Regions from separate parts of the Sus scrofa genome. Here regions 1 and 3 are each linked to region 2. Evidence: chromatin contacts called from public HiChIP or PLAC-seq data. All regions are on one chromosome and are shown on one strand. The core of a region is the stretch at or near the end of the contact, and the rest is flanking DNA. Distances in the headings are between cores, read along the strand shown. Region 1 holds the start of IRF2BP2 (interferon regulatory factor 2-binding protein 2). Region 2 has its middle 120 kb from the start of TOMM20. Region 3 overlaps LOC102158473 (a long non-coding RNA gene).

Region 1 (4,391 bases), core at 86-2,585, 310 kb after region 2:
TGGGGCCGCCAGTGCCAGCGGCGCCGAGTCACGTCCGCGCGGAGCGTGCGCACTCGGTGGCGGCGCACGCGGCCCCGCGCCCACGTCACGCGCCCGCCGCGCGGGCCTGCAGCAGGCGACCGGGATCCCCGCGTGGCCCGGCGGGCTGCGGACTGGGGAAGAGGGGGATCGGAACCTCCTCGGGCAGCGTACCCGCTCGCTCCCGGAAGGGCTCCGTAGAAGGGCGGGTGGACGCGGCCCTAGGCTTGGGCGCGCACCCTCCTGTTGTAAAAGTTTAGGGGACCGGCGGCGCGTGTGTCCTTCCCAAGACATGCGGGTGTAAAAGCACTCACCGAGGAGTTCAAATAAAGCTCCTTACAAAACTGTGAACAGCACTTGACTGAAAATCCCCATCCTCAAGATGCTACTAACAGAACCAGGTTACAGAGTGGCCTGGCTTTTCAAAACATGAGTTCTAGCACGGTTTGGCTCAAACAGCCCTAGACGAGAAGGAACTGCCTGAGCAGTCGAGGGAGCCGAGCGGGTGGAGGAAAGCAAGCCACACCAGCGACGGCTTCACGTCGGGGACACGAGCCGCGGCGCAGGCGGGTGGTGCTGACCCGCGGGCGGGCGCCGCGGAGCCGGCTCTCCCGGCAGCGCTCGTTCTCTGGCGGGGGGAGGGGGAGGGAGCGGGGGAGGGCGGGCGCGCGCGCGCGAGGGGAGGGGGCCCGCGCAGGCGCCTTGCGAGGCTGTCGAAGAATCAAGTCTGTAGAAGTGGAGCGGCCGCGGCGGCAGCAGCAGCAGCGACGGCGGCGGCGGAGCTGAGGCGGGCTGGGCGCTGAGGCGGGCGCTGGAGAGCGGCGACGCCAGGAGCTGTGAGAGAGCAGCGGAGCGACCCGGGCCCGTGCCGCGCCCGAGCTCCACGCCGCACGGCCGCCGCCGCCGCCGCCCCGGCGCGGCATGCCCCGCCGCTCGGGCTGAGCCTGCCCCGGCGGCCGCCCCCCGCCCCCCGCCCCCCCGGCCTCCCCGCCCCCCGCCCCGCACTCCGCGCCGGCCGCCGCCGCGACCTGCTGCGCTCCCCCGCGCCCGCGCGGCCCGTCTTCGCCCCGGTCTGGAGGCCCGCCGCGGCCCCGGCCGAGCCCCCGCCGCCGCCGCCGCCGCCGCGCCCGCCGCGCCGCGCCGCCCCGCCGCCCACCCGCGCCCGCGCCGGCCGGGGGGACGTGCTGCCGCGGCTGCAACCCCTCGCCCCGCGCCCGCCGCCCCTCGTGCACCGGGGGCGCTGCGCGGGCGCCGATCCTTCGCGGGCTTTGCCGCCGCCGCCGCCTTTGCGGCCGCCGCCGCCGCTGGTGGGGGAGACGCGGGGTTGGGGGGGGAGGAGGGCGCGCGTGGTGCCGGCGGGGAGCGGCGGCGCCCCCTCCTCCTCCTCCGGCGCCGCGGGCTCCTCGGACATGGCCGCGGCGGTGGCGGTGGCGGCCGCGTCCCGGCGGCAGTCGTGCTACCTGTGTGACCTGCCCCGCATGCCCTGGGCCATGATCTGGGACTTCACGGAGCCCGTGTGCCGCGGCTGCGTCAACTACGAGGGCGCCGACCGCGTCGAGTTCGTCATCGAGACGGCGCGGCAGCTCAAGCGGGCGCACGGCTGCTTCCCGGAGGGCCGCTCCCCGCCCGGCGCCGCGGCTCCGGCCGCCGCTAAGCCGCCGCCGCTCTCCGCCAAGGACCTTCTCCTGCAGCAGCAGCAGCAGCTCGGCCACGGCGGCCCCGAGGCCACCGCGCGCGCCCCGCAGGCCCTGGAGCGCTACCCTCTGGCAGCCGCCGCAGCCGAGCGGCCCCCGCGCCTCGGCTCCGATTTCAGCGGTAGCCGCCCGGCGGCCGGTCTGGCCCAGCCGCCAACGCCGCAGCCGCCGCCCGTGAACGGCATCCTGGTGCCCAACGGCTTCTCCAAGCTGGAGGAGCCGCCGGAGCTGAACCGCCAGAGCCCTAACCCGCGGCGCGGCCACGCCGTGCCTCCCACCCTGGTGCCGCTCATGAACGGCTCGACCACGCCGCTGCCCGCCGCTCTTGGCCTGGGCGGTCGCGCCGCCGCCTCACTGGCCGCCGTGTCCGGGGCCGCGGCTGCCGGGCTGGGCTCGGCGCAGCCGGCCGAACTGGGCGCCCACAAGCGGCCGGCGTCCGTGACGAGCAGCGCGTCGGCGGAGCACGAGCAGCGCGAGGCGGCAGCCAAGGAGAAGCAGCCGCCGCCGACCTCGCACCGCGGCCCGGCAGACAGCTTGACCACCGCGGCCGGGGCGGCCGAGCTGGGCACGGAGGGCGCGGGCAAGGGCCGCGGGCCCGGCGATCAGGACTGGGTCAACAGGCCCAAGACGGTTCGAGACACGCTGCTGGCGCTGCACCAGCACGGCCACTCGGGGCCCTTCGAGAGCAAGTTTAAGAAGGAGCCGGCCCTGACTGCAGGCAGGTTGTTGGGTTTCGAGGCCAACGGGGCCAACGGGTCTAAAGCAGGTAGGGGCGGCTGTGGAGTGAGGTGATCTCGGGGCGAAGAGGGGACGGAGAGCAGAGGAGGGGGTGCCCTTCCCATTCACCATTTCTCCCCCGGCCGGCCCAGAAACAACAAACACCCAACTTCCTGATTTGCCCGAGGCGGAACCAGTGCTTAGTGGCAACGTGTTCCTGTGCTGAAGTAGCACAACAGAGATGAGTCAGACCGGGCTGATAGGCACTGACACCGGGTTTTCCTTTCCCAGCACATTCTTGGAGGAGAGCAGGAGAGCACCAGTCACCTTTTAACCTGCTGGGGGACGTTAGCAGTCGTATGCCCGGTTTAGCCGGGCTACATGCTTGCGTGTGTCAGAATAGGCCGTTGTGTAGGAATCGTTTTCTGTGGCTTTTGTGTTTTTGAGTGGCATACTGCCTCAGCCCTGTAAGTTAAGTGTTTTAAGTTACACGTGCTCTTGAAAGCTCACGTGAGTTTTTATCTACCAGCTTTCAGAGAATAAAAATGCTTTAGCGAATTTTGTTTCATGTTAGTAAAAGGCCTTTCCGGTGCACCTTTATTTATTTTCTCTTTTCCCTTTTATTTCTCTTTTTCCAGTTGCAAGAACTGCAAGGAAAAGGAAGCCTTCACCAGAACCAGAAGGTGAAGTCGGGCCCCCTAAGATCAATGGAGAGGCACAGCCCTGGCTGTCCACATCCACTGAAGGGCTCAAGATCCCCATTACGCCTACATCCTCTTTTGTGTCTCCACCACCACCCACTGCCTCACCTCATTCCAACCGGACCACACCGCCTGAAGCGGCCCAGAACGGCCAGTCCCCCATGGCAGCCCTGATCTTAGTTGCAGACAATGCTGGAGGCAGTCATGCCTCTAAAGATGCCAATCAGGTGCACTCCACCACGAGGAGGAACAGCAGCAGTCCACCGTCTCCGTCCTCTATGAACCAAAGAAGGCTGGGCCCCAGAGAGGTAGGGGGCCAGGGGGCAGGCAGCACAGGAGGACTGGAGCCAGTGCACCCCGCCAGCCTCCCGGACTCCTCTCTGGCAGCCAGTGCCCCGCTGTGCTGCACCCTCTGCCACGAGCGGCTGGAGGACACCCACTTTGTGCAGTGCCCGTCCGTTCCTTCGCACAAGTTCTGCTTCCCTTGCTCCAGACAAAGCATCAAACAGCAGGGAGCTAGTGGAGAGGTCTATTGTCCCAGTGGGGAAAAATGCCCTCTTGTGGGCTCCAATGTCCCCTGGGCCTTCATGCAAGGGGAAATTGCAACCATCCTTGCTGGAGATGTGAAAGTGAAAAAAGAGAGAGACTCTTGACTTTCCGGTTTGAGAAAAACCCAATGATTACCCTTAACTAAAACTGCTTGAATTGTATATATCTCCATATATATAAATATATATATATATATACACACATATATATATATATATCCAAGACAAGGGAAATGTAGACTTCATAAACATGGCTGTATAATTTTGATTTTTTTTGAATACATTGTGTTTCTATTTTTTTTTTGACGACAAAAGGTATGTACTTATAAAGGCATTTTCTTCTTTTGTTAACGTTATTAGCATATCTTTGTGCTTTATCCTGGTTACCTTTCAATGTAGGCTGTGACTTGCGCTGCTTTTTTAGGGCACTTGGCAAATCAGAACTGCTTCTAGCTGTATTTGTATGCACTTATTTTAAAAAGAAAAAAAAAAGCCAAATACATTTTCTGACATTGTAAGATTGCCTTACCGTCTGTTATTCCTTATTGCTGGCCCCTTTCTCAGGCTGGAGGCCAATTGGTGGAGAAGGAAAGGAAATGAGCGGAAGGGGTACTGTTGTGAAGTGGACATGCCACTGGGAAATGTCACCATGTTTCCCCTCAAACATTCTCCTAAGAGTAATAGGACATGGATTTCGAATCTTTCTCGATTTT
Region 2 (4,406 bases), core at 1,638-4,137:
CTTCCCACCCTGTTTCATGATTGCTCTTGGGAGGCTTGCATCCTGCATCCTCCACTGCCCAGGGCCCTGGGAGGGACCAGGATTCAGGATGCTGAGCCTCTAGCAGAGAGCCCAGCCATGGAGGGGCTCCATGAGCATGCTTTGAATGCCAAGTCCTCTGGATTGCTTTTGTGCACATGGCACTGGTTTTAGAACCCATTTTGGAAAATGGTCCTGGCAGGTTCCTATGTCTCCACAAACCAAGGGTGGTTTTGTCTCTTGTTTTCTCAATACTTTGGGGGCTATAAGTCTGGAAGCAGTGCCACCAGGAAATTTTTTTTGGCCCCACCTGTGGCATATGGAAGTTCCCAGGCCAGGGATAGCTCCCCCGCTCCCCTCCCCCCACCCGCCCCCGCCGCCGCCACACACACACAACAGTGACCTGAGCTGCTGCAGTGACAACTCTGGATCCTTAACCCATTGCATCACAAGGAAACTTCTTCATCAGGAGCTGTTTTTTTTGTTTTTTGTCTTTTGTCTTTATGGGGCCGCACCTGCGGTATATGGAGGTTCCCAGGCTAGGGGTCTAATGGAGCTGTTGCCACCAGCCTACACCATGCCACAGCCACAGCAATGTGAGATCCGAGCCGCGTCTGCAACCTATACCACAGCTCATGGCAACACCGGATCCTTAACCCCCTGAGCAAGGCCAGGGATCGAACCTGCAACCTCATGGTTCCTAGTCGGATTCATTTCTGCTGCTCCTCACCAGGAGCTTTTAACAGAGGCAAAGGCTGTGATCTGTGTGACCTTGAGCTAGTTATGGAACCTCCACTACCCTTGGTTTTTCCATTACTCAAAGAGCTGCCCTTTCTCTGGCCCCTGGATGTGGATGTGGCAGCTCCAGCTTGGTTCTGAGGCAGAAACATGGGTGAGTGCATTCATGACTCTGCATGGGTTCCAAATTAGAGGTACAATCAGTGTGTTTCTCTGAGAAGAGCTGGTATGGGTGCATGTAAAGGGGGGCAGATTTTGTCACTCAAGACTATGCAGAACTCTGAACTTGAACAAAAAAAATTTTTTATGGCCATACCTGCTACATACGGAAGTTCCCAGGCTAGGGGTTGAGTTGGAGCTGCAGCTGCTGGCCTACACCACAGCCACAGCAACACCAGATCCAAGTTGCATCTGCGACCTACACCATAGCTCATGACAATGCCAGATCCTTAACACTGAGCAAGGCCAGGGATCAAACCTGTGTCCTCAGGGATACTAGTTGGGTTTGTTACTGCTGAGCCACAATGGGAACTCCCTGAATTTAAACAATTTTTAATGAAAGATATTTTTAAGTTGTCGCAAAAAGCACATAACACAAAACTTACCGTCTTAGCCATTTCTAAGTTTACAGGTCAAGTGGCTCTGAGTAAATTCATGTTGGGGGGCAACCACCATCCCCATCCATCTCCAGAACTTCTTCATCATCCCCAACTGAAACTTTATCCCCATTAAACTCCTTATTCCTCCCCCTCCCTGCCTCAGCCCCTGGTGTCCACCATTCCACTTTCTGTTTCTATGAATCTGACTCCTCTATGGACCTCACAGAAGCGGACTCATATAGTAGTTGTTCTCTTGAGACTGGCTTTGTTCATGTAACATCATCTCCTCAAGGTTCATCCATGTCGTAGCCTATGTCAGAATTTTTCCTCCTTTTAAAGGCTGTATAATATTCCACTGAATGGACTTACCACAGTCATTTTATCCATTCATCCACTGATGGACCCCTGGGTAATGTGAATGATGCTGCTAAGAACACAAGTATGCAATCAGTACTCAGAATATTTTATATTATGGCTTGACTCACACATTCCCTCATCATCTTCTGCTTTCTTAGTCCAGTGGTTTGATTCAAGTAAGGGTACAAGAAAGCAGGAATCATCTAGGCTGTTCCTCCCACACAGTCTAGGCTTTGAACTATTCTTTCCCATTTCCATGAGGCTTTCATTGAGGGAGTTAAACATTAGATATTTAAAGTTTTATGGTTTGGGAGTTAAGGTTAACTTTTTTTTTTTTTTCTCCTGGAGGGTCATCTGTTTAATCTCCACTTGACTTTTTTCAAATGCTGAAACTATGTTTTTGATTGAACATGAAGCCCTTCCCCCACCCCTTTGACGTTTATATGACCGAAGGTGGAAAAATAAGACCTTTGCTTATTAACAGAATGAATCAATCTCTTTCTCTCATGGGAAATTGAAAACAATTTGGAGACTCGTATAAACCTGAAATTTTCCTGTGCTATGAATTGGGTTGAACTTGCCTCGAGGTAAGATTTAAAGGAGCCTTAGCTGGGCTCCACAGACAATGATGGAGCCACTAGTATCACCGGATTTCACCCTCTGATTACATCACTTGTTCCAGCTGGAAGCGCCCAGCTCTCATGCGCTTGTACAGCCTCTTGCAGCATCTCCAGGGAGAGGAAAGCCGAGGCCCGGAGCCGTCTCAGCCTAGAGCCTTCAGGACTATCGCAAACACCTGCTCCATGAGCAAACTCTCAAAGGTGGTGGTGGTTTACTGTTTGGCTCTTTCTTCCTTTTTTCTTTGTATGTGTCAGATGTGTTTGGGGAAATTCCCCCCAAGACTGGCGCATGGTTAACACCTCCTTAGACCGTTTCACACGTTTCCCCCTGGAGATGGTGGGGCCCCGGGAGTTTCCAGCCAGCCCGATCTGGAGCCACTGGCTGGTGTTGGGGAGGCCTCTTTCCTGGGCCTGTTCACATCTGGTACTTGCCCCGCAGTCGGACACAGAGAATAAACAAAGCACAGAGACTGTTGCAAACAGGACTGCAGTGCTGAGAAGATACTTAGAAAAGTGGCCTCAGGCCAGCTCCTACTCTCTCCAAATATGCCAGGAATGCAGGGCTCAGAGGAAGGGGACAAAACAGCGGAAAGAAGGAAAGAGCATGGCCTGTCACTAGGGCACCCTCCCAGCCAGTCTCGTCGTCAAAACAAAGCGAAAGGAGACTCCTTGCCCCACATAAAAGTGGATCAGAACTGAAAAACAATTGCTATAAAAATTTGCATTTATTATTGGGCAAACAGCTGCCCAAACAAACCTCTTCATCTCCGGAGCATCCTTTTTTTGGAGCGAGGAAGCCGCTCAGAGGACCATTAAGAGTGAGGATTTATTTAAACCCATGCAGGGAGTGAGCAGAGCTGAGAGAGATAGAAATCTCCAGTCGCCAGCAAACTGCTTGGAGCCGGGGATTCTTTCCCCGTTTGAGACAAAGGACAAAAGGTCGAAGGGGACGTGGTGGGGGGAGGGAGAGGAGAACAAAACAAAAACAGGAAGTGGCCGGCTAGGGGCTCAGGGATTTTCCATGGGAAGGCGGGGAAGCCTGTCCGGATCATTAAAGAGAAAAAGGAAGAAAAGGGGCACCTCTGAAACTTCTGGAAGCTGCTTGAGGTGGTGAGAAATTGAGTTCTCAGGGGAGCCAGTTCATTGGAAGACAGCCAGATAGGAAGCCAAGGCCCTAGACTCAGCACTGGCTCATCCTTGGCCCGTCCCCAGGTCTCATGCTGCCTTCTGTTCTCTGCTAAAGAGACTTCATCACCTCTTGTGCCCCTTAAAGTTGTCCTGTGGGTCCTAATGCTGAAGTGGGAAAAGGGCCTGAAAGAATCCAGAAACCCCTCCCCGCCTCTAAGCAAGGACCCCCCCAAAGGATAATTCTGAGTATGTGGACACCTGGTGCTTAGCTCAGCTGTCATATTGTTGCCAAAACTCGGCCTCTGTCCACTGGTGCCAAATAGAAAACGTGGAGACAGAGTCTTAGGTGAAGGAGAAAAAGATAGCTTTACTGCTTTGCCAGGCAAAGGAAGCCACAGCAGGCTAAGGCCTTAAAGACTGTGCCTTCCTTTGAGAGAGGTTAGGAGGTAGTTTTATAGTTGGGGGAGTGGAAAATAGGGCCACAGATAAGAATCAGGACAGAGGCAAGCTTGCATTCTTTTTCCAAGCTGGTGTTTAGTGGCCCCAGGACTGGTTCCAGTGGTCCAGTGGAAAGAAGGCGGCTCCATCAGGGAGTTAACATCTTCCATTTGTTGGGGGTTTGAGTTCTGCAGAAGGGCTCAAAGATATAGTTATCTATAGTTCTTGAGGAAGGACCAGGACCCTGCCCCAAGGCTGCACTGTGGTCTCTTGACTGATCCTCCCTGGTCTCTGCATCCTCTCCCTTCCCGGACCCGCCACTGTTTGAACCTGCACTTTGGGACTCAGGGAAGGTCATGGAGGCTGAAGCTTATTCCCTAAAAACAAGAAATGGGGGAGACAGAAAGCTTGTGTGCCCAGGAGCCCCACAAGGCCCTGCTTGGTTACCTTATGACGGAAAAACCCATGTGTTACCTGCCTCTCACTTTTAAGACTAAATGACTCAGTT
Region 3 (4,409 bases), core at 1,659-4,158, 280 kb after region 2:
AGCATGTGTGCTGAAAATGTTCACAGGTGCTATTTGCACATGACTTGCCATCAAACGGGGGTAAACACTGCTTCGTTTCTATTGGTAAAATTTTAACACAAGATAAACTTGCTGACTGCAAAGGGTACCACATGACTGCTGTGTGCATGATAGCTAATATAAACAGTCAGGGTACCAGAGGCCTCCTGGGGTCCAGGGACCAGTGCGTGGATCTTTCTGGAAGGCCAGCCAGCCACAATCTGCTCTGGGTCCCAATCCACACAGGAAGGAACAGGCCAGGGGGGTAAAGTAGGAGCTTCGCACGGTTGAATGTGATGGTGTTTGGTGACTAACTGCTCCTAACCCCTGACTTTGAGTACTCACTACACTTTCTGCCAGGAAAGCCTGAAGCCATGGCCACTGTCTAGATTATGTTTTTGACCAACAGAATCCTAAACAGAAATGGCCAGCCATGGAAATGCATCTTGTAAACCAATCGGGAAAGGAAGAAAGTGTCTCCAGTAGGGAGATGGCACCTGAGATTTCTGAGGATATTATTTCTCTGTGATCAAAAATTGCCTTGGATATATTGAGAATACTTTTATGAGCATAAAAATGACTGAAGGAGACTTGAAATATTTTTCTCTCATGTCAGTTCAATCCACAGAGCTATTAAAATTTTCAGAACTTCAGGGCACTGAAGACATATATTATCTGAATATAAGCATTTGGTTAACTGATAACCAACCTGGTACAACTGGTTAGTGGGTAGGTTGCTAACACTTTCTATGTTTTCTATTTACACAGAACTGAGTTTTTGCATCACCTCACTTATCCAGAAAACAGTTTAGAAACAAGACATTCTAAAAATTAAAACAAAACTTGAGAAATAATTTTCTTACACATATACTTTTCTCGTAGGAGAAATGGCCCTTAGGCCCAGACTCAAAAAGTAGTCATGTTTATTGTACACACAGCCCTAATCATTGTGATTTTCTCAAGTTCATGCCCAGAGTACTTTAGAAATAGAAAATGAGAAGTAGGGAGAGGGTTTCCTATAGACAGGCATATTAGCAAGAAGTAACTGCTGACACCCTAAAGAAGGGAGGAAATAGAAAAGTGTAAAAAGCAGACAGAAGAATTCTAGAAGGCCCAGTAACGTAGGGCCTCCTAGTATGTCTGCATATATACCCATCTACCTCCACTGCCTAAGCACACGACTTTATTATACAATAATATCAGAACGGGTTCTCATTATGACAATGTCAGGACCAAGAAAAGAAAAAAAGATGTTAAATAAAGCCTCCAGACTCTTTCAGAAAGCTGGAGAGGTTGAATTGCCTTTTTGGGGGGCAGCACCTGCATCATATGGAGGTTCCCAGGCTAGGGGTCTAATGGGAGCTGTTGCGACGAGCTTACACCACAGTTACAGCAATGCGGGATCTGCGACCTACACCACAGCTCAGGGCAACACCAGATCCTTAACCCACCAAGCGAGGCTAGGGATGGAACCTGCAACCTCATGGTTCCTAGTCGCGTTCGTTTCCACTGCGCCACGACGGGAACTCCTGAATTACACGTTAGAAAGTTTTCTGCTCAAAATGTCTTTCCTTTCCTTTCTTTTCCCTTCCTTTTCTTCCTTCACTCCTCATTCTTTTGCTTTGAACGTCAAGCTCTCAATGGCCCAGAACCCCACTCTCTAGAACGGTTACTTTCTCAAAGAGAGATGGGATTTCACGGTGGCCATGCTAATAGGTGCCATATATAGATGTGTGATTATTACATATTGTGTGATTAGTATTAGTTCATATCCTTTAAAAGTCGTCTCATAGTTGTTCTATTTCTGAACAGTTGAACCATTGTTAAAGATACTTTTACTTGGAAAGAGAAGAAACAAAGCAAAACACGAATGGAGGGGCTAGGTTGGAATGAACATCACCTTACTAGTGCAGCGGGAGGAGGGCTTACTTAAGGAACACACAAAATTTCACTGTCTCGCTGGTTTGTACTTTCAGCCCAGCTCACAGACAGACCTCCACAACGGCTCACTGCCACCAGAGCTTTTCTTTCAACTGATGAAAAACTGAAAGAAAAAGCTAAGTCTCCTCCCCATGTGATATAGAAGAGATGTTGGCACATTCGCATTTTCATAAGGAAAAACAAGTTGAACTGCGGCAACTCTGGAAGTCAGTCTCATCAACTGCACCCTCCTTTCGCACACGGCAGACTCCTGCGCGCACCCACACTCCTTACGTGGGAACCTCGTCATGTATGGAACGTGTAATATCTGTCAGCGCTGCCCTTTAATGAGCGATTCCTATGAGCCAGGCAGGGGGTCAGAGGGCAACATGCCCCCTGCCTCCCGTGAGGAAACTGAGGCTTGAGAAGTTTAAGCACATGTTTTTAAAAACATGAAGCTCACAAAAAATAGAGATGGCATTTTATTTATTTATTTATTTTTGCTTTTTAGGGCTGCACCTGCAGCATATAGAAGTGCCCAGGCTAGGGGTCAAATCTGAGCTGCAGCTGCCAGCCTACACCTCGGCTACAGCAATGTGGCATCCTTAGCCCACTGAGTGAGGCCAGGGATCGAATCTGCATCCTTATGGGTACTAGTCAGCTTCATAACTAGCTGAGCCACAACGGGAACTCCTTCCCCCTTCACCCCATCCCAAAGTCACTTCTTAACCCACTGGGCCAGGAAATCTCCCAGCGAGGCTTAAATGTTTATCTCTGCCAATGACTCTCATTTTCCCAAGAGCAGGGAGGGTTGGGAAAACAGCCACTTTACAGGTAAAGACCTGGGATGTGCAGTGTGATCACCAGGCACGCTGCTGCCATGTGAATGGGCACGTGGCCTCTCTGAGTGTCTGGGAAAGCCACATGCCAGGCCTGGGAAAGGCCACAGTGGGAAGAAGGCACATCCAGGGCGGGTGGCTTTTGCAGCAGAAACCACCTGCTTAGATGCCTCCCTGCCACTCAGAGGCTCTCTGCAACAGTGGGGAAATGTTGCCAGTCAGGCGCATGCTTTCCAGTGGCAGCTGCCCGTTAACAAACTATAGTGACCTTGGCAACACGTCCTGAACACAGGCCACCGGCGTCATACAGCAGTCCTCTGTGACGCAAGGGCACAGCCAGCCCTGACGACTGTTCAGGGACTGGGCAGGAGAATTCCAGGGCCCCTGCTTTTTCCTACTTTGAGATACTTAGAAGACGTAGATAAAGCAACTGGAAAACAGAAATGTGTAAACTGGAGAGAGAAAGGGAGAGGAGAAGGGATTGACTTTGGAAATCATCAGCCTGTCCAACTAACATACAGAGAAATATAACAACCATTGATCAAAGTATCAAGTTGTCAGCGCTTAAAGAGAAGGCTATGAAAGTCCAGAGCTGTACAGCTGTATAACAAACCAAGCCTCTTGGACTAACCGAACTTCCTTCCGAGACAAAACAACAGAAAATGAGGCATCCAGGAGATCATGATGGGAACTTGCAAAAACTTTGCCCCATGCTTCAGTGAGGCTGGGCGAGCAGGTGAGCCTGGGTCTTACACACTTGGGCAAGGCTTAGATTCCTTGGCAGTTTGCTTGGGCAAATGTGCCCAACCTTTAGGCATGTCTCATTCCTCAGTGATATGTGACATTCACGAGTACCCATAACAGGATCTTCTTGCCATCATTGTCCAGACAAGATGGGCATGATTTCATTTTGGGCATGCATTCAATGGCCAGCACATAAAAGGGGGTAGATAAGCATTGGTCGAGTGACTCACACGGGCTCTGTAAATATTCGTTCATTGACTGAGTCATCAATGAAATAGTATTTAATCATAATTCTCCAGCTCACTACATTAAAGCCAAAACTTGGTGTCCACGTTTCTTTTTCTTCTTTTTTCAATGGCTGCACCCATGGCATATGGAAGTTCCCAGGCCAGTGACTGAATCCAAGCTGCAGCAATGCTGGATTCTTTTAACCAAATGTAGCAGGCCAGGGATAGAACCCGAGCCTTCGAAGTGACCCAAGCCACTGCACTCAGGTTCCTAATCCACTGCACCATAGTAAGAACTCCTCGGTGTCCAGGTTTCTGACTTATGGAGAAAGAGTCTATCATTTTAAAGGAATATACATAAATATAAGAACCTTAAAATTAATATTTCTGACATTAAAAAGTAATACAGGCTCACTGTAGGAAAATCTTAAAATACTAGAAAATGTAAATAACCAGAAACAATCGCTTGTAACCTCATAATCCTGCCACGAGAGATAATGAGTTAACATTTTGGTGTAGTTCTTTTCAACCATTTTCTATACATATACATAGACAAACTTACACATTTAAAATTATAACTATGTGGACTATTTCATTGTGAATCTGCCTTTTTCAATGCTGGGCATTTTCCTTTATCAACAACTATCTCTGAAAATATGAT

Evidence for each region. HiChIP or PLAC-seq counts read pairs in DNA pulled down with a chosen protein or histone mark.
Region 1: a contact with region 2 is called in an H3K27ac HiChIP or PLAC-seq map of alveolar macrophages. The contact joins the promoter of IRF2BP2 here to the enhancer-like site in region 2. A contact is called at or near these places in 4 of 5 promoter capture datasets (fetal liver, fetal skeletal muscle, liver and 1 more), 22 of 47 Hi-C or Micro-C datasets (alveolar macrophages, blood, brain and 12 more) and 2 of 2 datasets of contacts at active chromatin or transcription factors (alveolar macrophages and skeletal muscle).
Region 3: an H3K27ac HiChIP or PLAC-seq map of skeletal muscle shows a contact between it and region 2. The contact joins two enhancer-like sites. A contact is called at or near these places in 2 of 2 datasets of contacts at active chromatin or transcription factors (alveolar macrophages and skeletal muscle).

Annotation. Positions count from the first base shown.
Region 1 is chr14:56,544,457-56,548,847 of Sscrofa11.1, forward strand. IRF2BP2 (interferon regulatory factor 2-binding protein 2) reads left to right here and starts at 1,336. Exons shown (of 2, transcript XM_021074288.1): 1 at 1,336-2,430; 2 at 3,068-4,391. The coding sequence starts at 1,428. The coding sequence ends at 3,783. LOC110256820 reads right to left here and starts at 1,429. Exons shown (of 2, transcript XM_021073692.1): 1 at 1,024-1,429; 2 at 556-962. The coding sequence starts at 1,429. The coding sequence ends at 556.
Region 2 is chr14:56,232,079-56,236,484 of Sscrofa11.1, forward strand. No RefSeq gene overlaps it. Among named protein-coding and RNA genes, the nearest start is that of TOMM20, 120 kb to the left of the region's middle. Within about 2 kb of position 2,888, at least 56 of the 83 cell types and tissues checked have an H3K27ac peak or open chromatin away from gene starts, as enhancers often do. A contact at or near this core is called in alveolar macrophages, epiblast stem cells, fetal liver and 7 more, where this site is marked.
Region 3 is chr14:56,513,958-56,518,366 of Sscrofa11.1, forward strand. The region is part of intron 1 of LOC102158473 (a long non-coding RNA gene); the gene reads right to left. It overlaps LOC110256878 (a long non-coding RNA gene), which reads left to right. Exons shown (of 3, transcript XR_002338951.1): 3 at 1,995-2,429. Among named protein-coding and RNA genes, the nearest start is that of IRF2BP2, 30 kb to the right of the region's middle. Within about 2 kb of position 2,909, at least 10 of the 83 cell types and tissues checked have an H3K27ac peak or open chromatin away from gene starts, as enhancers often do. A contact at or near this core is called in skeletal muscle, where this site is marked.